Linked DNA regions of Sus scrofa: regions 1, 3 and 4 are each linked to region 2. Evidence: chromatin contacts called from public HiChIP or PLAC-seq data. All regions are on one chromosome and are shown on one strand. The core of a region is the stretch at or near the end of the contact, and the rest is flanking DNA. Distances in the headings are between cores, read along the strand shown. Region 1 overlaps LOC106509843 (a long non-coding RNA gene). Region 2 overlaps THADA (thyroid adenoma-associated protein). Region 3 has its middle 180 kb from the start of ZFP36L2. Region 4 overlaps LOC106509841 (a long non-coding RNA gene).

Region 1 (6,644 bases), core at 918-3,417, 450 kb before region 2:
ACAGCAAGGTCTTGACAGAACCACCCCCAAGCACTCTGGCCTCCTGGCCCCCATCCAGCTCCACAATATGACCGTTGCCTCTAATGCTCTCAGCCTCCACCCCCCACCCCAGTAATGGAACCCAGCTGGGTGGGGTTGGCCGCTGAGAGGCTCCAGGCTTGGCTTGGGCCAGCGACTCATGGAAATTGGGCCATTTTCCTGGGACGGAAATGAGAAGCAGATGTGGTCCGGGAGCTGGGGTGCAGACTCATGCCGTGTCAGGGAGCTCAGGTTACACAGAGGAACACGTGACCGTGGTTACAAAAACAGCCTGAAACCCCCAAGGCCCACGTCGTCGTCGGGAGGTCCATCCCGGGGCCTGGGGATCCAAGCCTCCCCCCCACCCCTTACTGCCTGAGATCTCGGCAGGAACGGGAGACAGGAGGGGTCAGCGGAGAGCAGGGCCCGGGATGTCCTACCTTCTCGCTCCCACTCGCTATGGGGGGTTTCATTTTGGCTCCTCAAACCAGGGCTAAGCCCAGCATGAAGTCCCTGTCCTCAGGAGCATACCAAGGAAGGCCGAGGCACCCTGTACAGGCCCCTGTGCTTTTGTGGCCTCATATCACACCTGGTGAATCACCGCTTTGCTCCAATCCTTTGGTTAAGGGACTGTCCCGGGCTGCAGTGCATAACTTTCCAGAAAAGCCTCCGGTCTTAGGCAGTATGCAGGCAGGCTTACCTGAATGCAGAGTAACGGATCAACTCACTCTAACAAACAGCCAGCAGGGCAGGGACCCAAGGGAAAAGGGCTAAGGTGGGACTCTGGAGGAAGATGTTGGCGATCCTGGCACAGGAGGAGCCCAGGAACCAACGGGCAGTGGTATCATTTGTGTGGACTATCTGCTCAGGCCCCTGCTTTTCTTCCTCAGGCAAAAGGGCAGGGCCCCCTTCATTCATTCATTCATCTATCCATTCATTCATTCATTCACTGGTTCTTGTACACCCATGGTGGCCAGGGCAGTGGGCTAAGCCCTGAGGATCCAGAGGTGACTGAGCATGGATTCCACCTCTAGGACTTCACTGACTTCTGGGGAGCCCACCAAGAAATAGCTTTGATTGACTGCTTGCTTGCTTGATTGCTTCAGTTATTATTGAGTGTATACCACATGTCTGCACTATTCTAGGCTCATAGGATCTCTCCGTAAACAAAATAGTTTTGGAAGAGCAGACAGGCTATAAAAATAAAAAAATAAGTTCTCGTTGTGGCTCAGTGGTTCACAAATCCGACTAGGAACCATGAGGTTGTGGGTTTGATCCCTGGCCTTGTTCAGTGGGTCAAGGATCCGGCGTTGCCGTGAGCTGTGGTATAGGTCACAGACACGGCTCCGATCCCATGTTGCTGTGGTGTAGGCCGGCGGCTACAGCTCTGATTAGACCCCTAGCCTGGAACCTCCATATGCCATGGGTGTGGCCCTAGAAAAGACAAAAAGACAAAAAAAAAAAATCAGGTGAATAATATGTTTAGAAAGTGAAAAGTGTTATAAGAAAGGAAAGTGGAGCAGGTGAGGAGGATCAGGAGGTGTGGGTTGGTCGCTGTGTTCACAGGGCCCAGGAGGTCAGGCTTCCCTGAGAAGGTGAGACAGGAACAAAGAATTGAAGCTGATAGCAGAGATGAGAATGGTTTTTTGGGGTACGTGCAAAGGCCCAGGGGCAGGAGGGGGACTGCGATATTCAGGAGCAGCAAGGAAGCCAGTGAGTCTGGGGTAGAGAGGGAAAGAGAAGCAGGAATGAGGGTCCAGAGATAAGGAAGACCATGCCAGGAGGATCTGAGAGGCTGCTATAGGGTTTTAGCTTTTATGGTGAGATGGGAGGTGCTGGAGGGTTTTGAGCAGAGAGATGTGTGTTGACTGTTTTTTTTTTTTTTTTTTTTTTTTTTTCAGAGGACCGTGTGAGCTGTTGTATCCACAGTAGCCTGGAAAGGGTGAGGGCAAAGGGCTGGGGGACCGGTCAGAAGGCACCTACCACAATCCAGGTAGGAGGTGACAGTGCTGCAGCCAGGCTGCACGGCGAAGGATGGGAGGGGCCCCCGGAGAAACCTGAATCAGGTACCACAGTAACGGGGAACGTGGAGGAGGGCGTGATTCACTCCAAGGCCGCTTTCCCAGGGGATGTGACTCAGGCAGGATTTTGAAAAATGAGCAGTTCAGCAGGCACTCAAGAGGGTGAGAACATTCCAACACCGGTGTGCCGGGGCCCCATTGAGAGGGAGCCAGGCCTGTTTGGGGACCTATGAAGCAGCATCACATCAGAGCAGAAGGGTCAGGGGAGGCCAGATGGGGAAGGAGCTCGCCGCTCTGCCAAGGGTGTTGTCCTCTGGGCGCCAGGGAGTTCAGGAAGAATTTTAAGCCTGGGGGCCGGTGGTGCTTAAGACCTAAAACTTGCTATTAAGAAAAGTCCCGTGGTCACCATGAACGGCCTGGGGGGAGGTGGCAGGGAAAACCCAGAGGGGAAGCAGAAAATGAGGGCTGACCCGGGGCAGTGGGAGAGAGGGAAGGAGGCATGAGAACCGTTTAGGGAGAAGAGAGGATCAGGGCCGTGTGGGTTTGGGGAAAGAGGAGCAGGCTGTTTTGAGGAAGAGAATGAGTCATGTGGGGGCCGGCTGAATTGGAGGATCCGCTGGGGGATCAGACAGCCAAGCCCCAGAGCAGCCAATGTTGGAGTCTGGAGCTCAGCGGAGGGGACTTGGGTCCAGAAGCCTCAAGGGACAGGTGGCATTTAAGCTGTGGAAGGCCACCAGCTAAAAGGCATCTCCAGATTTTTACCTTTAGTAAGATCTGAATAGAGGTATATTTCCCTCCTCTTTGCCTCTTTCCCAAGGCCTTTGAGAGATACAGTGAGAAAAACATTCTTGAGGGTAAAGAGGAGGGATCCAGGAGGGGATCCTCCTAGGGCAGCACGGAGGAATCCCTGGGCTGGTCCCACTTCACCCCACGGTGTCTGCGGGCAGAGGGGCCTGGATAGGCAGGGCTCTTGGTATCCATTGTCCGTGGGTCTCTGCATGCAGATATGTAAAGTTATGTGTTTTCATCTCCCCGTGATTCCTGTTTTCCTGCAGCCCTTCCCGCTGAGGCGTATGGCCCAATGAAGTTGGAGGGGTGAATTCGAAGCAAGACCTCAAGCAGGGGGTGAAGCGGACATGATGTAGAGAAGCTGCTGCTGATGGCAATGGGACCAGAAAAGGGGGGCCTAAGGAAGAGAGAACATGAGAAGCAAAAAGGGCAGCCCCTTAACCTTCAACCTCAGAGGCTCGTGTGGGAGAAACCCAGTCAGGTCTGAGGGGAGATCTCACAGCAAGGGGGTGGGTGGGACTTGACTCAGATTGCAGTGGGGAGAAATTTTAATGACACCCCCTCCCTAGCAAACCAGCGATGCAAGATGGTGCCAGCACAATATGGTGCCAATCAGGAGGTGGTTTGGAATGGCTGAGGAAGGGAGTCTGGGAAGTGGCTTCATGCAACGCTGCTCGTTCTAGTGAGAATGCAGCCAGGTAGTCCTAGGTCCCAGGGGCCGCAGAGCCAAGATCTGCCTCACCAGCTATGTGCAGGGACCATGCACTTTGGCTTCACCTCTTCCTGCCCCTACCCCACCAGCAAGCCCCAGGGACCAGAACCATCTCTGTCCTGCGTGTGTGTGTGTGTGTGTGTGTGTGTGTGTGTGTGTAAGAATGCAGGGGACTCCACTCAGACCTTCAACCCTCTTGTCCCACCACCGTGAGGCCCATGAACATCTCTCTGCACCAGGAAATTATCTTGGCTGGGAGAAGGCGGAAGGGTGAGAAAACCTTGGAATACTGAGCAATTTTACTCAAAAGAGACTGAGTTAATCATACAGAAATGGAGCTATGTCTAAGGGGCAATTTAATGCTTTCTTTTTGTTTGTTTTCTTTTTGCCCGTCAGTAGTAGGAATTATCAGATCACGATGAGAAGAGTATAAGAAAAAGTAAGAACAATACTGATTTGACCCATCTGGGTAGGTGTGTGTGTGTGATCTTTAGCCCTCCCACAATTATGTCTGTACACGTTTGCTGGGGCAACTGTATATTTTCAATTCCAATCGTCAGACCTTTCCTTGAAGCTCACGTGTGTTTTGATCTGGCCAGGAATTGAGAATCATAAAATCATTAAATCTGTATTAATTACCTATTGCTGCATAGTAAGTTAATCCAAAATTTAGCTGAAATAAATATGTATTATCTCACACGCTTCCTGTGGATCTGGAATTTGGAAACAGCTTAGCAGGGGGGTTTCTGGCTCAGGGTCTGTCTGAGGTTAACAGTCAAGATGTTGGCCTGGGCTGTGTTCATCTGAATGTGTGACCGGGACTGGCAGATCTGATTCCCAGACCTGCCTGCCAAGGTGCTGGCTACTGGCAGAGGGTCTCAGTTCCTCACCTTATGGATCTCTTTCTAGAGCTGCTTGACTATCCTCATGACATGAGGGTGGCTTCCTCCAGAGGAAGTCATCTGAAACTTGCCTCAGAAGTCGCACTTTTCATGTGGTCCCTGCTCTCAAAAATGTTAGCAGTATTGCAGGGTAGATGAAATGTGCCTACTGCAAAGCCCGATGGCTGAAGTCCAAGGGAAGTGATGTGGGCTGTGGGCCGAGGACAAAGGGAGCTGCCCAGTCAGGCAGCAGGAGGCTTCCTGGGAGTGGGCAGAAAACCCCTGCCCCCTTGTCCTGCTCCAAGTGGCCTCTTCCTTGTGGAAGGAGGCCTGGTACCTGTGGACTGGTCAGATGGGGAAAGCCGTAGGGCCTGACCAAGTAAGGGGACTGATTCCTGCTCACTGGACCACCAGGGGTGAGTGCAGGGGGGCACTCTGAGATTGGAGAGAGGCTGCGGGGCCGGGGGGGGGTGGGCAGGGGTTGCTGGGAGCAAGGCAGGGTAGGGCGCAGAGGGACATAGGAATGAGACAAGGAAGGGGGTTGTTTTGGGGGGTTGGGGCTTTTTTTGTTTGTTTTTGGCTTCTTAGGGCCGAACCTGTGACACATGGAAGTTCCCAGGCTAGGAACCGAATTAGAAATACCACTGCCAGCCTATGCCAGAGCCACAGCAACGCAGGATGTGAGCCACATCTGTGACCTATACCACAGCTCACAGCAACACTGAATCCCCAACCCACTGAACAGAAGGGGGTTGTTAAATCAGGGACGGGGCTCAGAGAGTAGGGCAGGGCAGGAAGCTCAGAGGCACGTGGTCCTCCACTGGTCAGCATGCCATCATGTGGCTGTCATCCCTAGCCACAGAGTCATTCATTCACTCATTCATTCGTTCCTGCATGCATGCTTGCTACACAGCCCAGGTCCCTGTCCTCGGTGAGCTCGGTGTTTGTATATGAGGATCATATCTTCCCAGGGAGGGTCAGGAAAGGTTTCTCATGGGAGGTGAGATCTGAGCTGCTTCTGGAAGGGGAGGAGGGATAAGCCAACCCACGGGAGGGTGTTCTAAGCTGGGAAGCCAGTGAATTCACAGGCCCAGGTGTGGCAGAGCACGAGGCTTCCCTGGCTCGGCTGTAGCGGGACGGACCGCTGGAGGGTGTTGAGAGATGAAGCAGGAGGGATCAGAGGGGTGTGGCCCTGCCCGCTGGGTGGGGTGCTTTGGATTAATTCCAGACGACAACAGGGAGATGATGTAGGAATTTAAGCAGAGACATGAAGGGATCCCACTTGGAAATTTGGGAAGATGGTCCAGGCAGTAGGGATGATCTAGAGAGGGAGAATCCGGGAGGAGGAGGCACTCACCGGGGCCCTGCATGCAGGAGGGAAGCAGGCGTGGAGAGGAGAGAAAGCCCCAGAGGCCTTTGGAAGGCTGAGCAGCCTCCACTCAGGTCTAGAGACTGAGTGACACCTTGGACCACGTCTTAGTTCATCTCAGAGAAACTGTGTAATTTGGGTCTTGCGAGAACCCAGCCCTCTGCTTTAGAAGGTCTCGTGGCCCCAGCAGCCTGGCACCACACAGCACCAGCCAATCTCCTACCCAAGTCTGCTGCCATCCTCCCAGGGGGAGCTCAGTCTGGTTGAATCTGGCTGGCCTTTAGCAGGAAGGTGGTGAGAAGCTGATGGTGGTCTGAGAGCTGGGAAACGCTGGGGTGGGGAGGCTGCTCAGGGGCTGTGGCCACAGGGCAGCCCGAGGAAAGGAGGCACCAGGCTGGGGTCAGTGAGTCAGGACAGGTCCAGCAAAAGATGAGAGACTGGGCAGGGTTCCAGCCCCATCTGGATGGGCCTGAGTAACAGTGTGGGGACCTGGAAAGTGAGGAGAGGGAACCTGAGAGGTGCCTGGGATGATGGAAGATGACCCCACACAGAAGGCTGTTTCCTAGAGCCCAGGACAGAGGCTGCCATCTAAGATGGGAGTTACCCCTCACCCCAAATTCTCAAACCCCTTAACAGAGGAAGGTGTGCTGCTCCTTCCTCACAGCAGATGGCGCCATGGGGCTGGGATTGGTGACAGGTGCCGCAGGAGCTGGCAGGAAACGCTGCCTGGGAGTGGGGGTGTGGGGCAGGAGCCTGAGCTGGGGGAGGGGAGAACCCCAGTCCTGCTCCCTCTCCGAGGGCCTGCTACTCCCTGGGCTTCTCACTTCGTGCCTACCTGCTCCATTTCCTCTTCC
Region 2 (6,034 bases), core at 2,827-5,326:
CTCATGCTGCAGGGCTGTGATGAAGCCTAAATTTGACACCCATGAAGGGTTTGGCACGTACCAAGCACGCAAACAGACACTAAGGATATGCTTCCCCCTTCCACAACGTCTCCCTTTTACATGTGTGGAACAGAAACTTCAGTGCAGTAGATAACTGATATATTCTTCATCAGACCATTGGTTTCCCTGGGGCCAGGAGTATGTCTATTTCATCCTTGGATCTCAGTGCCCAGCAGAAGGCCTGGCAAAGAGTGAAAATGCAATATAAATTCTTGTTAAATGGAGGAAACGAGAATACTTCGGGGCTGAGGATGTTAAGATTATCCTGGCCACAGTCAAAAGAAAATTCTGATCTTCAGTCTGGCCAAATAGGCAACTGCTACAAACTACTATGTAGTTCAAAGCAAATAAGCTATTCTGAATTCTAATAATTACATTCTCTAACATAAAAACCTCGTTGCCCTACAGCTCTCAATTTTAGCTTCAAGAATCCAATTCTTTCCTAAACAATGGAGTGGGTAACCACAAAAACTTGTGGAATCTCTTTTCCTAGAAAACATGAAAAACAGGAGAGAAGCCAGTCTGTCTGGAAATTGCTTCAAAATCTGTCTATAAGCAGGGGCTGGACTAGACTAGATGTCCCTTGGAGGATCCTTCCAGAACCACAGCACTAAGATGTTAAGAGAAATAATTAAAACAATTCTCTGTTATTTATACCCAGGAAAACAAAACAAATACAATTTAACATCTCCTAACACAGTCATTAGAAATAATTTTATTTGGACCCAGTGATGCTTTTATAAACATTTTCCTCTTAAATTGTACTAAACCATCCTAAACTATTAATTTGAATATGAGCTCTGGCTAACAAGACAGAATAGAGATTGTACTAGTCTGTCAATGAAAACTAGATTATTATTCTTTTGTTCCTCTTTTTTAACCTACCTGTTTCCATGTACCCCAAATCTACTCATCCCCAAAGCTTTATAAGAAATACCGTTCCCTTCAAGCACTCCACTCAACTCTCCCACTGATGAATTTCTTCTGCATCCATTACTCATACCATATTGTGCAGCTGAATAGTATATATTGTCTTCTATTTCTACCTGCTTCACAAATAATGATTCTTGCTTCCTCAGCTAAAAGGTAAGCTCCTTGAGCAAGGTCCAAGTTTTATATTTTTCATGTACTCCTCTACTGTGTCAATAATGAGTTCAAGGCAAATGCTTACAAATTCTTACCGGTTGACTGACTGATTTAAAATGAAGAGCAAGCAAGAGCAAAAGAACACTCTGTACATTGAGCACCTGCACAAAGCTTTAACAAAGTCTACAATAAAGCTTTTCAGACTATCTATATACTGTTACCTGTCGCTTACCTGGGACTAGAACAAAATCTGTCTATAAGCAGGGGCTGGACTAGACTGGGGCTGATGGGAAAGATCTAGAGTGAAAGATCACATTGGTTTAGCTCCCATCTGAAAGGAAAGAGGAACTAGCAAGGTGCGCAAGGTGCGCCCACTCCCACTGCAGAGGAAGGCTATCTAGGGAAGCCCAGCACACTCCTCAGATCACAGAGCTATGCAGCTTCTGACCCTACAAAGGATCCATTATTCATTCTGTCATACCAAGCCAGTCAGGGGAAAAAAAAAAAAAAAAAAAGGAGAGGAGCTTTAGGAAAAGACAATGTAATAACATTATTGAAAACAAACAAGTGAAATGTATGTTTTCTCATTCTTCATAATCCCAAAGACACATCTGGAACAAGACTAATGCACTCTAGAGTTCAATCACTATGAGTGTACCGTACGCACTTTTAAGTAGGGGTGCAGAACCCCTGCTCCTTTCTTTATATGTGAAAAGGGAACTTCTTGTCTCTACTACCAAGCAGGCACTGTTCTAGGCACTGGGAAAATAGCAGTTTACCAAACTCACAATTCTAGTAACAATTACAGAAAGCCTTCGCTTAGTATTTTATAGAAATATAAGACCTCAAGGATAGTCCAAGTCTCTTAGAGGAGAAAGCCAAAGCCAGAGAGGTTAACTTGTCTCAGCTGGTTATTGTGGCTATATGGCAACAAAACAGAAACCAGAGTTCTTATCTCTCCTCCTCTAGTAACAAAATTTGCTTCTTCATTAAGCAAGTATTCTGTTTGCCCATTACATGCCAGACACTATGCTAGGCACCAGGTGTAAAAAAGAAAGGATAAGATACTGACCCAGTACTCCAAAAGCACAGTGTAACTGTAAGACAATGGGATGGGTAAAATACTAGAAGTGGTAACAGAAAAAGCAAACTATGTATCTCTAATGGCACAGGACTTCCAATATTTTTCAGGAAAATGAACTGTTAAAACTTTGTTTTATCCTCCCTATAGCCCTCTTAGTACAGAACAGATCTTATTATTCCTGTTCTATAGATGGAGAAATTGAAGAGCAGAGCGGATAAGGGAGTCTATTAAGGTCATCTCCAGGGGCAGCAAAATGCTTAGAAACCAAGTCTGTTTACTCCAAGATAGACCTTTTTCTCCCCCACTAGATGGGAAAGGCAGATGTTCTTTTTATGTCTAGTTCCCTTCTGATCAAGAGCACATATTTGCAAGACTGTGTGCAGAACCATCTGTGGCTGTGAACGTAGACTCCACTGACCTAGGCGGTGTCATCAGCTGAGTTTAGTTATTCAGTGGTTGAGGAACCAGTCAACAAGGCATCATTATCACTAGCATTCTTACAGTGCCCACCATATATACACAGACTAGAAGGAAAAGGCTCCACCCTCAGGGAGTTAATATTGTAGGGGACAGGTATATAAACATTTTGACCAAAAGTGGCATAATTAAATAAACTACAGCTAAAAGAACCATAACAAATAATGGCAAGTGTAAGACACTCAAAGTTTCGCAAAGCAAATCCAGTGGATGCTGCCAAGAAATATACCCTTTAAGGATTAAACAGAGAATAAAAGCATTGTCTATGTAATGAGATATACCAACCTTCAGATTACTGAAATAAAAACTCTTACCAAAGATGCTCATCACATTAAAAAATTAACTTCTTAATGCCTTCATTTCACTTTTTAGCTTTTACTCAAAACAATTACGTGACTATTCCATTTCCCTCTTTCTAGGAAAGCTATATATTTTGTAACCTTCCTTATTTGAGAGGAATGAAGTTATAATGGGGTTGCCATAAGCATGCTGTGGCAAAGAGACTAGGACTATGTGCTTTTATGTGCTACTCTTCCACCCTGTTTCAGATGTAACCTATGCAAAATGAATCTGATCATTTTCTCCTGTACATAGTAAAACTTGTATACACATCCAAGAATCATTCTCTTCATAAAAAGTAAAAGAGAAAAAAAGCATTTCTTCATTTTTTGAATTCAGCTTTAAACATCAATTTCACTTGCTTGATAAACCTCATACCGTATTTTATTTACACTACTTATCATGGCCTTACATTATAATATGACCAAACTGTTTTAAACCTTAGCACAACTGAATTATTAACAAAATAAACAAACCTAAAAAGAAACACATATCAGCGATTTCAACCTAGTGACAGGAAGAATTTATTTAGGAATCAGCTAAATAGTAAAAATCATCTTTTTACTAATCATCCTTTCAAAGGAATAATGTGATCGTTATGAAAAATACAACTCAGCTGAAAAAAAAAAAAACTTCTCTAGCCTTTCCTTAATATACTCAAGGGATTCACACATTTATAGCCAACTGCTTTCCATTTAAATATTTATTGAATTTTATAGGGTGATATGTAGCAATTTAAATGACAATTCAGAACTACCAGAAGGTTTCACCAGAATTACTTATAGTGTATTACAAAATTATTTCATGATATTTTCTAATTCCTAAGACCTAGTTCCATCATAAGAATATATATATATATATATATATATGCTTTTTAGGGCTGCAAATGTGGCGCATGGAAGATCCCAGGGTAGGGGTTGAATCAGAGCTGCGACTGCTGGCTTACACCACAGCCACAGCCATGCCAGATCCAAGCTGCGTCTGTGACCTCCACCACAGCTCATGGCAATGCCAGATCCTTAACCCACTAAGTGAGGCCAAGGATCAAACCAGCATCTTCATGGTTATCGGTTGGATTCATTACTGCTGAACCACAACAGGAACTGCCAAGAATACATATTTTAATAAACAACAGATTAAAACTGAAATTAAAAGTGCGATCATCCACTTTTTTAGGTAGGAGAGGAATGGAGCTTGATTTATCTCTAGTTCATCCAGAGGAAGACCACTGGGCCAAATCAGATCCTGAAGTTAAAAGTAATTAAGCATGCAGCGACAGTGACATCTAGTGTTAACTCATGCAAGCCACTAGACTACCATTAAAACCAGCCTAAGTACTAAAGAAACTATTCAAAGCTTCTCTTTAAAAACCACCAAACAGAACTTATGCATTGTATCTAAAAATTCCTCATAATCAAAGTGTTTCAGTAAGTTTTTTTCCAGACATTTAAAAAAAAAAACCTTAACAGAAAAACCTCTTAGGGAACAAACACAACAAAGACCTAAAAGTAAACAAGCACTGTTTATCCCGTGTGGCCAACATTTGCAACTGCTCACCTTGGTGAGAGCTTAATGCAATGTAATCTGGGGCGTGTTCTGATGAGCACATCATAAACATTTAAACTTCCAGTTACTATAAAAGCAACAATATGGCACGAGCCAGTACTTGATGACATATCAAGAAAAAGCAATTTAAGACATCTCGGGAATACTCGAAGAAGATGCAAATCAACAAAACTTTAGCTGTTGCACTGGGAAACGAGCTCTACATTTCAAGTCCTTGCTACCTTGCTATATTTTTGTTGCTCTGAAAGGTCCACTTATTTAAACAGTAGATATTTTTACCCAAGGGTTTAGAACTTGGCAGCATAGATTAATTTACTATAGTGTTTTTATAGTTATATACTCTAGAGGAATCTATAAAAGTAAGTGAAATTCCAAAAATTATTTTTGGCCACGACAATATTTTGTAAAAAGGGAAGTTAGCATTAGATGAAGCTTACCTATTTTTTTTGGAAAGTTCATCCTTTCCCTTTTTAACTCCAAATATCCTTGTGATCAAGGTACTGAAGAGAAGCGTGGATGAATTTCTCACCTAATGTAAAAATGTATATACAATAAAGGTTAAGACATATTCATGGCATAACACCAACATTTACAATGTTAAAACTAGATATTCAAAATCATTACCCAATTTCCTAGTGGAGGGCTAAAGGAGATATGGTCTCTATTCATAAAATAAGACAATTTTCACTAACTTTGTAGTAATTCCCTCTATGACTTCCTCTCAAACTGAGCTCTATAGTCTAACCACATCCACACAACACAGCTTTTTTCATACTTCTAATATTACCACCAACTGTTTTATTTCTTTGTGCTTATATCATCGAATAACACTTTAAAAAAAAGTTAATTTTTCCACAACATTTCTGATGATGAATAATACCCCAGTAAAAAGCTCAGCTCTCTCCATCTATTTTCTGTAGTCATCTGCCTATGAGAAAATATAAGACCTAACTCAAAGAACCCACATTATTAACATGGCCAGAAAAATATTTAATATCGTATCTAAAATGCTACTACCCGCACAATGCCAGTAACCTAATAATGTAATTTTAAACCCTAAGATTATCTGAGATAACTGGTTCATAAAAATAAGAAGAAAGAACCATCATTAATAAGCATGAATCACATCTATTTCCAAATCAATGTGTCAGGATGCTTTCCTGTATCATAAAAATGTCCTGAATGCATACTGGGCTTCCTCAATTACCTTGCCAAATCAGCGTAGACAGGTATAAACATGTATTGACTTCCCCACAATGTGTAAGGCCCTATACCAGCACCACAGAGAACATCCAGAAATAGAAGACACACACTTACTGCTAACACAGAGCTTATGCCTAATTAGATGGGCATCATATGGTGTGTTAAACAGCAACATAAGAAGAAAGGTAATTAAAAGCAACAATGTAGGATGGAGACCAT
Region 3 (6,364 bases), core at 3,715-6,214, 410 kb before region 2:
TGTGATGCGTTAAACGAGCATTTGTGGCTCAACCTGGAAAACTGAGCCCCATTCATAACCCTGAGTCCTTGATTTTCTATTGGCTTATTGTCTGGAACCCCAATCCACTTCCCAGAAACCAAGGTTTGCAATATCACTCATTGGTAAGCTGGGACTGCCTGATTGTAGACATTTAAGGTAAGGAGAAGCTTTCCGGGGAGAGATGGTGGCTGCTTGGTGTCATTTTAAACAGGATGATGTGTAAGAGCTTTCTCGTTTCCCCAGAAATGGAAAAGTCTTGAGGCTTGCAGGATGGGCTGGACCAGCATGCTAAGGTTGGGGGGAAGGGGTGTGGTGATGCTTTAGACCCAAGGACCAGGCAGAGAGGATACAACAAGGGCTGGGCTGAGTGGAGGGGCCTGGGGACAAGTCTTAGAACTGGAGAGAAAGATCCAACTAACATTTATTAAGAACCTTCCATGCGTCAGGAAGGGCCCAGTGGGGAAGCGAGTGGGTCCCCCAGGCCAGCTAATCATTTTATGTCCCATCGAACTATCAGCGCATCTTTATCTTTTAAATTTATTCATTTAGTTAGTTAGTTAGTTAGTTATGTCTTTTTCAGGCCACACCAGCAGCATGTGGAGGTTCCCAGGCTAGGAGTCGAATCAGAGGTGTAGCTGCCAGCCTACACCACAGCAACTGGGGATCCGAGCTGCATCCGTAACCTAAACCATAGCTCACGGCAACGCCAGATCCTTAACCCAATGAGCGAGTCCAGGGATCGAACCTGCGTCCTCATAGATACAAGTCAGATTCGTTTCTGCTGAACCATGATGGAAACTCTTATCAGTTCATGTTTAATGTAGTGGAACTGGTCTCTGCTTGGGGAAAGGGGGGGGCGTGTGTGGTGGGCAGGGGACAGCATCCCTCATCCCTCCGGGCAACACTCCATCTCCTCTGAGCAATTCAGCTCTGACCCCAAACTCACATGCTGCAATTAGACAGACAAAAACTCTGTAGAGACCTTGCTCCACCCTCCTTAGGGAACAGCTTAGAGACCAACTATTGTTATGCCGGCCTGTTCTTTTGGGGTCCTCCCACCCGTAAGCCACCCTGTTGCAAGTAATTTATTAAAGCAGAACATCCGACTGCCCTTAAAAGAGTTCCAGACGTGATTTTCTTCGTCTCCTTCTCCTTATATTTCCAGTGATGTCTGCGTGCTTTGTAAAGAGTGCCCTTCAGCCAGCTGCCCGGCTGGTCACCCCTTCAACCAGCTTTGGTACCAAGCACTGAAAGTGTTTTCACCCTGCCATGTAAGTAGCATGATCTCCATTCTCCCTGGTAAAGCTGAGGCCGAGGGCAGTGAGGCGAGCGGCCCAAGAGGCCCACAGCAGATGAGTAAATCCCACCTTTGAGCTGAGATCTGAAGTCAGGTTTATGCATCTTATTGCAAAGCCCAGATCTTCTTCAGTTCCTCGCCCTCCCCCAGGAGAAAATGGAAAGGAAAAGCCGTTGAGAGCAGGAGGGTGATTCCTACGAGGAGGTACAGGAGGTGGAGGTTTGAAGCGGGAGCTGCAATAAGCAGAGTCAGAGACCTGGTGGGTTGGCTAGGAGGCTGGTGCCAACAGTACTGCCACATGGCCCAGGTTGGATGAGGGGAATAGGGTGGTGCCCGCTTGGGCTCCTGGATGTGGGAGGGTAAAGCCGCCTGGTCCTGAAGAGGGGGGCTGTGTGTGTGATGCTGGGGCTCCCTCCTCTATATGCAGCCACACCAGCAGTGCCCGTGGAAAGGGTGGCTGTGCCTGGAGTCTGGCAGAAAGGCTGGGGCCCAAGAGGAGTCCTTGCAGGAGAAATCTCTCCTTCTGCCCTAGATTGGAGGCTGCAGAAAGTCATTTGGACCAAGTGGGGGCAGGATGCCGAGGGCAGAGGAGCTGGCTCCCGTTGGTCCCCTTTCTTTCCTCATCTCCCTTCCCTCTGAACCCCAGTCCAGGGCCCAGGAGGGCTTGGCAGCCTGTTCCTGGCCTCCCCAGCAGAGGGCTCCAGAGCAGAGCTCAGGATGGCCATGGGGAGGGAGCGGCAGAAAGCACTGGACAGTCCGCCCTGCTCACAGGTGTCCAGGTCACAGGTGCTCTTTACTGGTGCACAGGTGTGTCTGTCTATGTGTGCACCCATGTGGGTGTGTGCAAGTGTGTACAGTAGACGTATGTTGTTGTGTGGGCATGTCAGTGTCGGCACGCGGGCACGACTGCCTGCCTGTGTGTTGGGTGGTATCTATTCACATGTGTTTGCTCATTTTCTCTTTGCACACGCCAGCACTACTGTGGTCCTTGTGCATAGTTGTGTGCATGCGGGTGTCTGTATGCTTTGTGCATGGGTGTCTCTGGTTGGCCTTGTGCAGAGAAAGCCGAAAAATTACTGACAAGGTGTGCTGTGGAATCTCATCATTCTCGAGGACAAGGATGAGGGACCCCCTGCTCCTTCTGTGCCATCTGACATTCACACCCTGACCCAGCCGCCTGACTCCTGCCCTCAATCAACACAGCCCCTGAATTTGTTTGTTAAAACCTCATTTACAGCAGGTGTAGTTGACATCCAGTTCCCAGGAAGCAAGTACTTCCAGAACTGTGTGTGTGTGTGTTCTGGTTCCCTCATTTGCAGCTCGAAAATGTTTCTTTTCCAGCATTTCCATTGCGGCTCAGAGAGTTAAGAACCCAACTAGTATCCATGAAGATGTGAGTTCGATCCCTGCCCTTGCTCATTGGGTTAAGGATCCGGTGTTGCTACAAGCTGCAGCATAGATCACAGAGGAAGCTCGGATCTGGCTTTGCTGTGACCGTGCTATAGGCCAGCAGCTGCAGCTCCCATTCAGCCCCTAGCCTGGGAACCTCCGTATGGTGCAGGTGCGGTCCTGAAAAGCAGAAACAGAAAATGCTCTTCTTCTTGTTGGGAATGAGGAGCAGAGCCCCAGAGAATGCGGGGAAGGTAGAGGGCTGCAGTGGAGAAACAGCAGGCTGGTGGCTGGTTCATCCACAGCTGAAGGGAGGCAGCGGCCATGGGGGCAAGGTCTTGGCCCAGAAGTCTGGGGGGCCCTGGACGGGGCCCAGCTCTGCTACCAGCTGGAGGCCCTGGCTGATGGGAAGCAGCCTCTCCTGTGGTGGTCTGTGCTGCTGTTCAGCCAGGGCCATTGGGGAGAACAAATGGGGTACTCCCCTCACCCTGTGTCGTGTGGAAAAGGCACTTGTCGAAGGGAGTGCGGTCGAGGATGGCGCCCACCTCAGGATGGGAGGCTGTATTGGTTTCCTGTCGCTCCTGTGACAGCTCACCACGAACTTAGTGGTTTAAAATAATCCGCATTTATTTTACAGTCCTGGGGACCACAAGTCCAAAATCAGCCTCACCAAGCTAAAGTCAAGGGATTGGCAGTGCTGTGTGCCTTTTGGAGGCTCTAGGGGAAATGGGTCTCCTTGCCTTTTCCAGATTCTAGAAGCTGCCTGCATCCCTTGGCTTGGGGCCCCTTCCTCCTTCGTGCTGTCACATCGCCTTTCTATTGCTTTGGCCTCTTGCCTCCCTCTGGGAAGGACCCTGGTGATTACCCTGGACCCTCCCAGATAATCCAGGACAGTCTCCTCATCTCAAGCTCCTTGACATGATCACATCTGCCAAGTCCTTTTGGCTGTGAGGTTAACATTTGTTCACAGGTTCTGGGGAGTAGATATGTGGGCCTCTTTTGGGGCCACTGTTTTGTCTACTACCTAGAGAAATCACAGACAAGCTGGCCAAAGTGGGTAACAGTCTTTTTAAATTTTTTATTGGAATATGGCTGACTTACAAAATTGTGTTAATTTCAGGTGTACGACAAAGTAAATTAATTACACATATACATATATCAGTTCCTTTTGACATTCCTTTTTTTTTCTCTTCTTTTTTAGGACAGCCCCTGGGGCATATGGACGTGCCCAGGTTACTGGTTGAATCAGAGCTATAGCTGCTGGCCTACACCATAACCATAGAAACGTGGGATCCGAGCTGCCTCTGTGGCATACACCGCAGCTTGTGGCCATGCAGGATCCTTAACCTGCTGAGCAAGGCGCAGGGATGGAACCTGTGTCCTCATGGATACTATTTGGGCTCTTAACCCTCTGTGCCACAACGGGAACTCCCCCTTTGGATATTCTTGATCCTCCTGCGGTTTCACTGAGGCACCAGTGGGACCCTCACTCCTGCCGAGGAGCCATCTGGTCCTGACGTCTCGTCTGGCGGATTGAGCCCCAGGAACCAGGGTGCGCTGGCTGCCTAAAGGGCCTTTCCTTTCTGCCTGCCTTCCCGGCAGCCCCTGGCCAGGCACCAGCTATGACCTCAGCCCACACTGACCCTTCGGTTCCCCCCTCACCCCCTCCCAGCCTGCTCCAGATCCAGCCTCCGGCCCTGTCCATGCTCCCAGAACACCCCGCGTGACTCGGTTCCTGTTCTGTCACAGCCCCTACTCCCTGCCCCAGAGGCACCTGGGCTCCAGGCTGCCCATCCGCCACCCAGCCCTCTCCACACGTGTGAAAACCACACGCATGGGCGCTCTGCAGCTCCCCGCAGGAAAGCCCAGCCGCAAGACCCAGAGCAGAGGAGAGGGGACACACACAAGCGTGCAGGCCAGTGCCAGGGTTTGGGGATGGGGGGCGGGGATCCAATGGAACAACGGGCCTCCCGGATGCTGTATCAAGCCAAACTCCCCAGCAGAGTCAGCACCACATCTGGAATTAAGCTGGAAATTCCAATTGCTCTCTGCTGCTAAAAAAAAAATGTGTCAAATCTTCCCAGAGATTTTGTGGAAGTGGGAAGCGCTGCGGGGCGGTGGAGGGGAGGGGGGAGCGCTCCCTCCACAGGACCCGTGAGCTTTGGGGAAATCCAGATGTCACAATGTGTCCACAGCCCTCTGGCTGATGGCTCCCCCAGCCTCCCTCATCTGTGCTCCCTGCCCCGTGAAAATTAAAGACGCCTGGAGCAGGGGAGGGGCTGTTTCGCTTCTCCCAAGGACCCACACGTCCGTTCATGTAAGCGCATGTGAGACTGTGACTTTTTTTGATAGGGATTGAGTTATTTTTTCCTGGAGAGGAAAACGTTGACATGCCTTTGGTGGATCGTCCGCCCAGAAATTTCCAATGCATGAAGAAGCTGTGCTCTTCCCTTTGCTCTAACACACACACACACACACACACACACACACACACGCACACACCTTCCAAAGGCCCAGAACTCACTGTGTGGTCTGAGCCCCTTCAGGGCCTCGCTGCACTGCTAGCCCAGCCCCAACCAGTGCGGGATGGGGATTCCATAGAGCTGGGTCTGCAGGGCCAGGGAAGCTTGGACCACTTGCTCGTTCTCAATCTCTAGGCAAGTGGATGAATTTCCTGTTACTGCTGTAACAAATCACCACAAGCTGAGTGACTTCAACAACACAAATATATTCTCTTACAATTCTGGAAGTCGGAAGTCCAAAATCAGCCTCGCTGGGCTAACGTCAAAGCATCTCCAGGGGAAAATCCATTTCCTTATCTTTTTTCACATCTAGAGGCTACCTCTATTCCTTGGCTTATGGCCCCTCCCTTCTATAGCAAGCATCCTCTCGGGTCCTTACCCAGAGCATCAGAGGGTCTGTCTCCCCAGGCCTCTTCCCGTTCTGATACTAACATCCTAGGTCTCTGGGACCTTGGGGGAAATGGGCCCGGCCCCTCCCCACTCTCCTCTTTGCTGAATCTCTGGGGCTCGTATTGTCTCTTTTTGTCCTCTTCCTCCAGCCCAGGAGTCTGACATCCCAGGCTGGGGCTTTTGCCCCTCAGTTTCATTCTCAACAAGTGAAGAATTCATCCCAGCCCCAACTTAGTTTAGGATCTGAATTATACTTTTCTCCAAGGCAGGGCTCTCGACTGCCCAGCTGTCATGCGGGGGCCAAGGATCCTGATCCCGATTCAAGGATGTTGGGTGGGTATCCAAGACGTCCAAATGGAGGGGCAGGGATGCGGGTACCCTTCCTGGCAGTGGTCCTTACCAGCCTGACCTCCCAGAGCTCAGGCCACCCGGTCACAGCGTGACATTGAAAGTCCCTCGCCAGGGAGAGAGGGATGAGGCTGACCCAGCCTGGGTAGTCCCATGGGACCCAATAGTACAGACTGGTGTCCTTGGTGGCCTCCCGAGTAAAGAGCCTCTTTGAGCCAGACCTTCCTTCTTCCTTTTCTTTCTTCCTTTCCCTCCCTTCCTTTTTGTCTGACCCAGTGCCTGGTCCTTTGTCAGGCACAGGATAAGAGCTGGAAGGGCTCGGTCCCCCAGCCTGTGAGAAGCACTGCCCACAGCCCCTCCCAAGCAGTGAGAGTTCCCAAGTGTGGAAGCCAAATGG
Region 4 (6,130 bases), core at 581-3,080, 290 kb before region 2:
GGCCTTGGCAGATGGGACACTCGCAGCTCCTTCCCCATCCTGGTGTGTCCTCTTGGCCTCAGAGGAGTTCGGGTCTCCAGCACTCTTGTCTCAGCTCTGCTCAGTCCCACCCCATGACCAGGGAGTGTGTTCCTGCGGGGCCCAGCCCTGTGCTGGGTGCTGTGGACCTGCCCCTGGAGGCTCGCCGCTCTGCACGGACAGACGAGCAGCCTGCCCGTGAGCTGCCAGCAACACAGCGCTGCAGCAAATCCCCAAAGACCTTCCTGGACCTGGGCTCAGGCACCAGGACCTCGTCCTCCTGCTCAGGGACCCCAAGAGCTCGTCCTATCCTGCGTGGTGACCCCTGGCCCCAGCCCTGGCTGTTGTTTCGGTGGCAGGAAAGCCTCTCGCCCGAAGCTCAATGTCCTGCCTGCGCTCAGCGGATGACTAACCTGCCCCTCCTCAGCCTGGCACTTCCAGCCCCTCCTTCTGGCTCCGCCTGAGTCAGAGGCCCGTCAGCTTCTGATGCCCCTGAGGCCCAGCAGATTTGGGTGGGAAGGCTGTGTCCTATGCCAGGGCCTGAGGAGACGGGCCAGGCCCTCACTCCTCACTGGCCTGACCTTTTAGCAGGAACTTCTAAGCATTCTTTGATCTCGAAATGCCACATGTGCGTACACACACACACACACACACACACGCACCCCCATTCACATTCAGCCACACTCTTACTAGAGATGAAATAGTGCAGGTGCCAGGCTGAACCAGAACAGTCTTGTGGGGTGTGGCCTCCTGGCCTCTCCTGCAGAGGCCCCAACACCTCCTGGTACCAGAGAGCAGGACCAGAGGCCTGGGAAAGGGGTCTGTGCCTCTGGCTCCCTCCCTAGAACAGGCACAGATACTGGCTGCTGAGGGGACTCGATCCTTCGAATATGCCTCAGCACTACAGTCCTCTCTCTCTTGCACACAAACACATACCCCTAGACTCCTCCTCTGCAGCACTTCAAAGCCTCCCCCCACTACACTAGCCTCACAATAAAAGTAGCCAAAGAGTTCCCGTTGTGGCTCAGTGGTAAACGAATCCGACTAGGATCCACGAGGAAGCGGGTTGAATCCCTGGCCTCACTCAGTGGGTTAAGGATCCGGTGTTGCTGTGAGCGGTGGTGTAGGTTGCAGACGTGGCTCAGATCTTGCATTGCTGTGGCTGTGGTGTAGGCTGGCAGCTACAGCTCCAATTCGAACCCTAGCCTGGGAACCTCCATATGCAAAACCTTGACCCCTGACTCAATCTTGGGAAGCCATGGTCAAGCCCTGGGGATTTCTGCTCCTGGTTCTGCCCTAATGGGCCCCCTCCCTGGCTGGACTTGGCAGTGGCTGCGTGGCCAGCCCCGCATCTTCCCGAAGCCAGTTCCCGTCCCAGCACACAGAGGCACAAGCTGGGCTCCACGCCGCTTTCCAGGATCAGTCTGAGGGCTTAGGTTTGGGGTGTTTCATTTTCTTCTGTCTTTACCCCCATGTATACCCCATTGGCTCTGCCTGAAAAACACCCTCCCTCCCACCTCCCTGAGTCAGCTCTCAGCATCTGAGCACTACTAGCCAGCCTTGTTCAGGTGAGGAAACTGCAGCTGAGCAAGGCTACATACAGAGGGACAGAGGGATGCGTTTCTATCCATATTTCAACATTCACTTGGGTACCACCTTCCTGGGACTCCCCCGTTCCTGAGCGCCCCTGCCCTCGCCCTGGCCAGTGCCCCCCTCCCCCGGGGACAGGACGAGCAGACCTCTAGCCTAGAGCCCCTGCCCCCTGGAGTGAGTTCTGTTGAGCTTGTTACTTCAGCCCCGGAGCACTGATGTGTGCCCTTCTCCTGTGTCACTGGCCCCGTGAGAGCAGGTGGGCGGGCCCAGGTCTGAGTCACTGCCCAGCTCTGAGCCCGGCAAGCTGGCCGTGCAGGTAACCCTTTGCTGCCTGGGGAAGCTGACCAGAGGAAGGCCGGTCTGGGCCCTCGTCCCACTTTCCGGCCACGTCTCCCCCCTGCACCCCATCCCTGCATTTCTCCCTGTCCAGCTCTTTTCCCAGGAAGAGAGTGGCAAGCCCCTGCCCTGCTCTCAGGATGGGCCTTGCTGATGGGAGGTAGAATCTGTGCCGGGCTGAACATGCGACAGGGGTGGTGCTGGTCCCCCCAGGAGCTCCTCTGGCTTGAGTGGGCCCAGCGTGCACCTGAAGACAGGGAGCCCTGGCTCAGCACCCTGGGTCACTTCTCGGTGGCCACTTCAGTTTGTGCGTCCACTTGGGGGGGAGGGGACTCAGCCATCAGCCCGATGCCATGTTTATTTAAGGGGCACCGAGTTAAAAATAGCCTGAGTGCCCCAAGAGCAGGCAGCAGGCTCGGTGACCTCTGGCTCAGACAGAGAGAGGGATTCCAGGAGCTCTGAGACCTGTCCTCACCTCCGAGCCCTCTGTCGGCTCCCCCTCCCGCAGATAGACTTGTGCCTCTGTCAAGTGTCACACACACCCCAGCGTGGCGGGATGGCACCAGCGACATGTTTCGTGCGCTTCACAGACTGCAGGGTTTTGCGGCAGAGAAGCCTGAACTTTAGACCTGGCAGGGACCCCAAGGGGGGATTACTCTACAACTGCCCCATCAACACCCCCCATTTTGTGGCAGTTGGGGGGGTGGGGTGGCTGGAGTTCGCAGCGTAACGACGGGCTCAAGGTCGTGCAGAGCAAGACGACAGTCCGGGACTCTTGGCTCCCAATTCGGGACGCTGTCCGCCGCGTTACATCACGCCCATCATGTTTTATTACACAACGTTCAAATGTATTTTGTTCTTTCGTCTTACGTTATGTAATGCCAGGTAGGCAGGAATGGGGGTGGGGAGGGGCGTGGGGAAGTCCTTGGATGGAGGAGGTGACAAAAAGGCCATTAAGACGAAAGTACAGCAGTGAGCCTTTATCTTCCCCCACCCAGATCAGGCCCTGGCTCCCCACCTGAGTCCGCTCCCCTCCGTCAGGTGTAGTGGGTGCGGCTCAGCACCCAGTGCCCTAATTAGCACCTGTTGACAGTTTCTGGTTTGTGTGTTATCACCTTGGGTCCTCTTATCTTTATCAGAGCCAAAGGTTGATTGGAGCATTCTGGCTCAAGCTCAAAGCAACTTCACTCTGATTCCACGAAGCATTTATAACCGCTGTGAATAACAGCCCTCTTTCCTCAAGATAGCAGCCGGACCTGTCCGAGAGATGCCCTGTGGAGTCTTTGGGGGGGGTTGTTTGTTTGTTTTGCTTTTTAGGGCCGCAGCCACGGCACATGGAGGTTCCCAAGCTAGGGATCGAATCAGAGTTGTAGCTGCCAGCCTATGCCACAGCCACAGCAACGAAGGATCTAAGCCTCATCTGTGACCCACACCACAGCTCACAGCAACGCCGGATCCTTAACCCACTGAGCGAGGCCAGGGATCGAACCTACCACCTCATGGTTCCTAGTTGGTTTCATTTCTGCTGCACAACAACGGGAACTCATGGAGTCTTTGGTTTGATCCCCACCATGTCCACCGAGACGGGAGTGCAGAGCCCTCCCCACAGCTGGGAGAGGACGTGATGCCAGTCCTGACCCCCAGTCTCGGGCACCCCACAGTGATGCCCCAGGCACCGGAACCTGCCAGAACCCCCTACCAGGGGCTACAGCCCCTGCTCCTCCAGCCTGTCTGCCAGGACAAAGTTCCTGGGCCTTATCAGCCCAAGAGGTAGAATATTAATCTGGCCATCTCTGCCCCAGCCCTGCCCCCTTACAGCCAGCCTCCCCACTACAGGTGGGCAGGGTGTGTACCCACAAGGACAGGGTAAGAAGGCTGTGGGAAGGGACCTACATGTGGCCCACAGCCATGTGAGAGAAATGGCTTCTTGGTGTCTTCCTGGTATTAACCTCAAGGCCAGGCCCTCAGGTCCCTCCCAGCTCCCTCTGTCCTGGGGGAGATGTTTTCTCTGAGGAGTGACCCAAACCTTTCCTGACACCTGACGTTCCCACCTGGACCCCCTGGGTCTGGTGCTGCCAGAGAGGCCCAGGGTCCTACTCCCAGCTCTGCCACTGGGCGTGTCGCTGTGCATCAGACCTCAACTGCCTCACCTGTAAAATGGGAATCTTTGACTTGCCCTAGAATACCCACCTTCCCACTGAGACTTGGTACCTAAGGCTGGGTGACCACCCCACCCCCATGCCTAGACCCACCTGGAACAGGATCCAGGACCCTGGAGGTAGCTCTTTTGTGTCTTGAACCTCACTGAGTCCCATTTTCGGCCACCCAAACCCCTTTAGCTCCTGAACCAAGGCTCCAGGGACCACCTTTTGAGGATGTCCCCAGAGATCTCAGACAGGGATTGGTCCCTGCCAGCAGCCGTGTGTGTGTGTGTGTGTGTGTGTGTGTGTGTGTGTGTGTGTGTGTTGGTCCCTGCCAGCAGCCGTGTGTGTGTGTGTGTGTGTGTGTGTGTGTGTGTGTGTTGGTCCCTGCCAGCAGCCGTGTGTGTGTGTGTGTGTGTGTGTGTGTGTGTGTGTGTGTACACCCACCCTCCTGACGCATTGTCTGGAGGGGGCATTGTCCGGAGGGCCGGGCGGTTGCCTTTATGGCAAGGCATAAAAGGTAATCATTGACCGCATCAATGCCGCCCTGCGTGTCAGTGCCCGCCCAGCCTCGACCCTGCCAGGCCCTGGATTACTTTACAGTCACATAAAAGAAGCCTCCAGACTGGCCCCTTGGGGACTTTGGCCCCCAAGCGGGGAACGGGAGGGAGCCGTTCCCTGGAGACAGGCTTTTCTTATAATATTTACTGAACAGAAAGAGCTCCTTCCTTTTATCAAACACCACTGGGACTGTCTCAGCCCGGCCTGCCCAAGCCCCAGAGTCCCCATCAATAGGGGCCACCCTTCTCCCCTCCTTCCTCCACCTCTGCCATCGGGACCCACCAGCAGCCCGGATGTCCCCAAGCTGGGTCTCAGGATGCATCTTGCAGGCCTCGTTTCCTTTACAGTTTTATTTCATCCAGCCTGCACAACCCCATGGGGTAGGAAGGGAGATCATTTCCATTTTACAGATAGGAACACTTGGACTCAGAGAGGTCTAGTACCTTTCCTGAGTCGCACAGCCAGTAAAGGGCAAACCTCTCCTGCATGCAGTAGTCTATAAGGCTATACATCTATAAGTCTCCAGACTTGCTTGATTAAATGCTATCGGTAAAAAAAAATAACACGTGTCAGCACAAACCCTTAATATATTTATACGTATCCATAAATCATATACGTGTACTACTGAAAATCTACTTATCAAATGTTAGCAAATATCCACACTCTAATGGAAGCATCTTTTCCTGTCCTGTCATTCAAACCAGATCACATCAACCCCAGGGACCCTCCCCAGGGCTCATTTTCCGCAGGGACACCAGGGCCAGAGGGAGAAGGTCTGGGGAAGGGTAAGCCTCAGGCAGGCAGGGGGACACACTGGGAAAGGACATTCCAGACAAATGCTTGAGCAAAATCCAAGAGGCAGGAAATGGCAGGAAACAGTCAGGCACAGCCGAGAAGCCTGGGAACGTGAATGGGTGAATGGCTATAGCCAGAGACAATGCTGGAAAGTTTCGGGTGGGGCTCAAAGGAGTGGGCCAGACCACGGGACCTCGTGGAGAGCGCAGCAGGGAGCCGCGGCGGGTTGGGGAGCAGCGGTGTGACTTTCCCAGAGCCCTGTTTTGGAAACGTTTCCCAGGCCACAGAGTGGAGGATGGTGACGACAACGACGTTCTTAGGTCGATCGCCCTGGGGTCATGTCACATGGCCCTTTGGGAGGCCGGAGACGAAGGCCCGTCAGGAGTTGCCACACCTCTGTATCTGTGCACACACGCTGCCTGCCATTTACCCGCTGCCTGGCTGGCCTTGGTTTTCTCATCCATAAAATGGGCATAACAAGAGCACACAGCATGGATATGGTCGTTACTCTGACACTTGGGGAGAACTGGCTCAAGGGCTGGACTCAGTGCCCAGCAAGTAGCAGATAGTGAATGGCGGCTGCCCGCACTCTTCATTAGACCACACCATTCCCTTCCTTCCATCTGAAGAAATCAAACCAGCCCCTCAAAAATTGAGTTCAGACTTGACCTGTGAGGACCTCAAGA

Evidence for each region. HiChIP or PLAC-seq counts read pairs in DNA pulled down with a chosen protein or histone mark.
Region 1: an H3K27ac HiChIP or PLAC-seq map of skeletal muscle shows a contact between it and region 2. The contact joins two enhancer-like sites. A contact is called at or near these places in 15 of 47 Hi-C or Micro-C datasets (alveolar macrophages, brain, embryonic fibroblasts and 9 more) and 2 of 2 datasets of contacts at active chromatin or transcription factors (alveolar macrophages and skeletal muscle).
Region 3: a contact with region 2 is called in an H3K27ac HiChIP or PLAC-seq map of skeletal muscle. The contact joins two enhancer-like sites. A contact is called at or near these places in 15 of 47 Hi-C or Micro-C datasets (adipocytes, adipose tissue, embryonic fibroblasts and 10 more) and 1 of 2 datasets of contacts at active chromatin or transcription factors (skeletal muscle).
Region 4: an H3K27ac HiChIP or PLAC-seq map of skeletal muscle shows a contact between it and region 2. The contact joins two enhancer-like sites. A contact is called at or near these places in 2 of 47 Hi-C or Micro-C datasets (liver and skeletal muscle) and 1 of 2 datasets of contacts at active chromatin or transcription factors (skeletal muscle).

The regions. Positions count from the first base shown.
Region 1 is chr3:97,415,809-97,422,452 of Sscrofa11.1, reverse strand. LOC106509843 (a long non-coding RNA gene) reads left to right here. Exons shown (of 8, transcript XR_002342750.1): 6 at 1,920-3,309. Among named protein-coding and RNA genes, the nearest start is that of TRNAI-UAU, 150 kb to the left of the region's middle. Within about 2 kb of position 2,167, at least 25 of the 83 cell types and tissues checked have an H3K27ac peak or open chromatin away from gene starts, as enhancers often do. A contact at or near this core is called in skeletal muscle, where this site is marked.
Region 2 is chr3:96,971,088-96,977,121 of Sscrofa11.1, reverse strand. THADA (thyroid adenoma-associated protein) reads right to left here. Exons shown (of 40, transcript XM_021088406.1): 28 at 5,050-5,141. Among named protein-coding and RNA genes, the nearest start is that of THADA, 100 kb to the right of the region's middle. Within about 2 kb of position 4,076, at least 9 of the 83 cell types and tissues checked have an H3K27ac peak or open chromatin away from gene starts, as enhancers often do. A contact at or near this core is called in adipose tissue and skeletal muscle, where this site is marked.
Region 3 is chr3:97,379,706-97,386,069 of Sscrofa11.1, reverse strand. No RefSeq gene overlaps it. Among named protein-coding and RNA genes, the nearest start is that of ZFP36L2, 180 kb to the right of the region's middle. Within about 2 kb of position 4,964, at least 25 of the 83 cell types and tissues checked have an H3K27ac peak or open chromatin away from gene starts, as enhancers often do. A contact at or near this core is called in adipose tissue and skeletal muscle, where this site is marked.
Region 4 is chr3:97,255,436-97,261,565 of Sscrofa11.1, reverse strand. All of the region lies in intron 2 of LOC106509841 (a long non-coding RNA gene), which reads right to left. Among named protein-coding and RNA genes, the nearest start is that of ZFP36L2, 58 kb to the right of the region's middle. Within about 2 kb of position 1,830, at least 27 of the 83 cell types and tissues checked have an H3K27ac peak or open chromatin away from gene starts, as enhancers often do. A contact at or near this core is called in skeletal muscle, where this site is marked.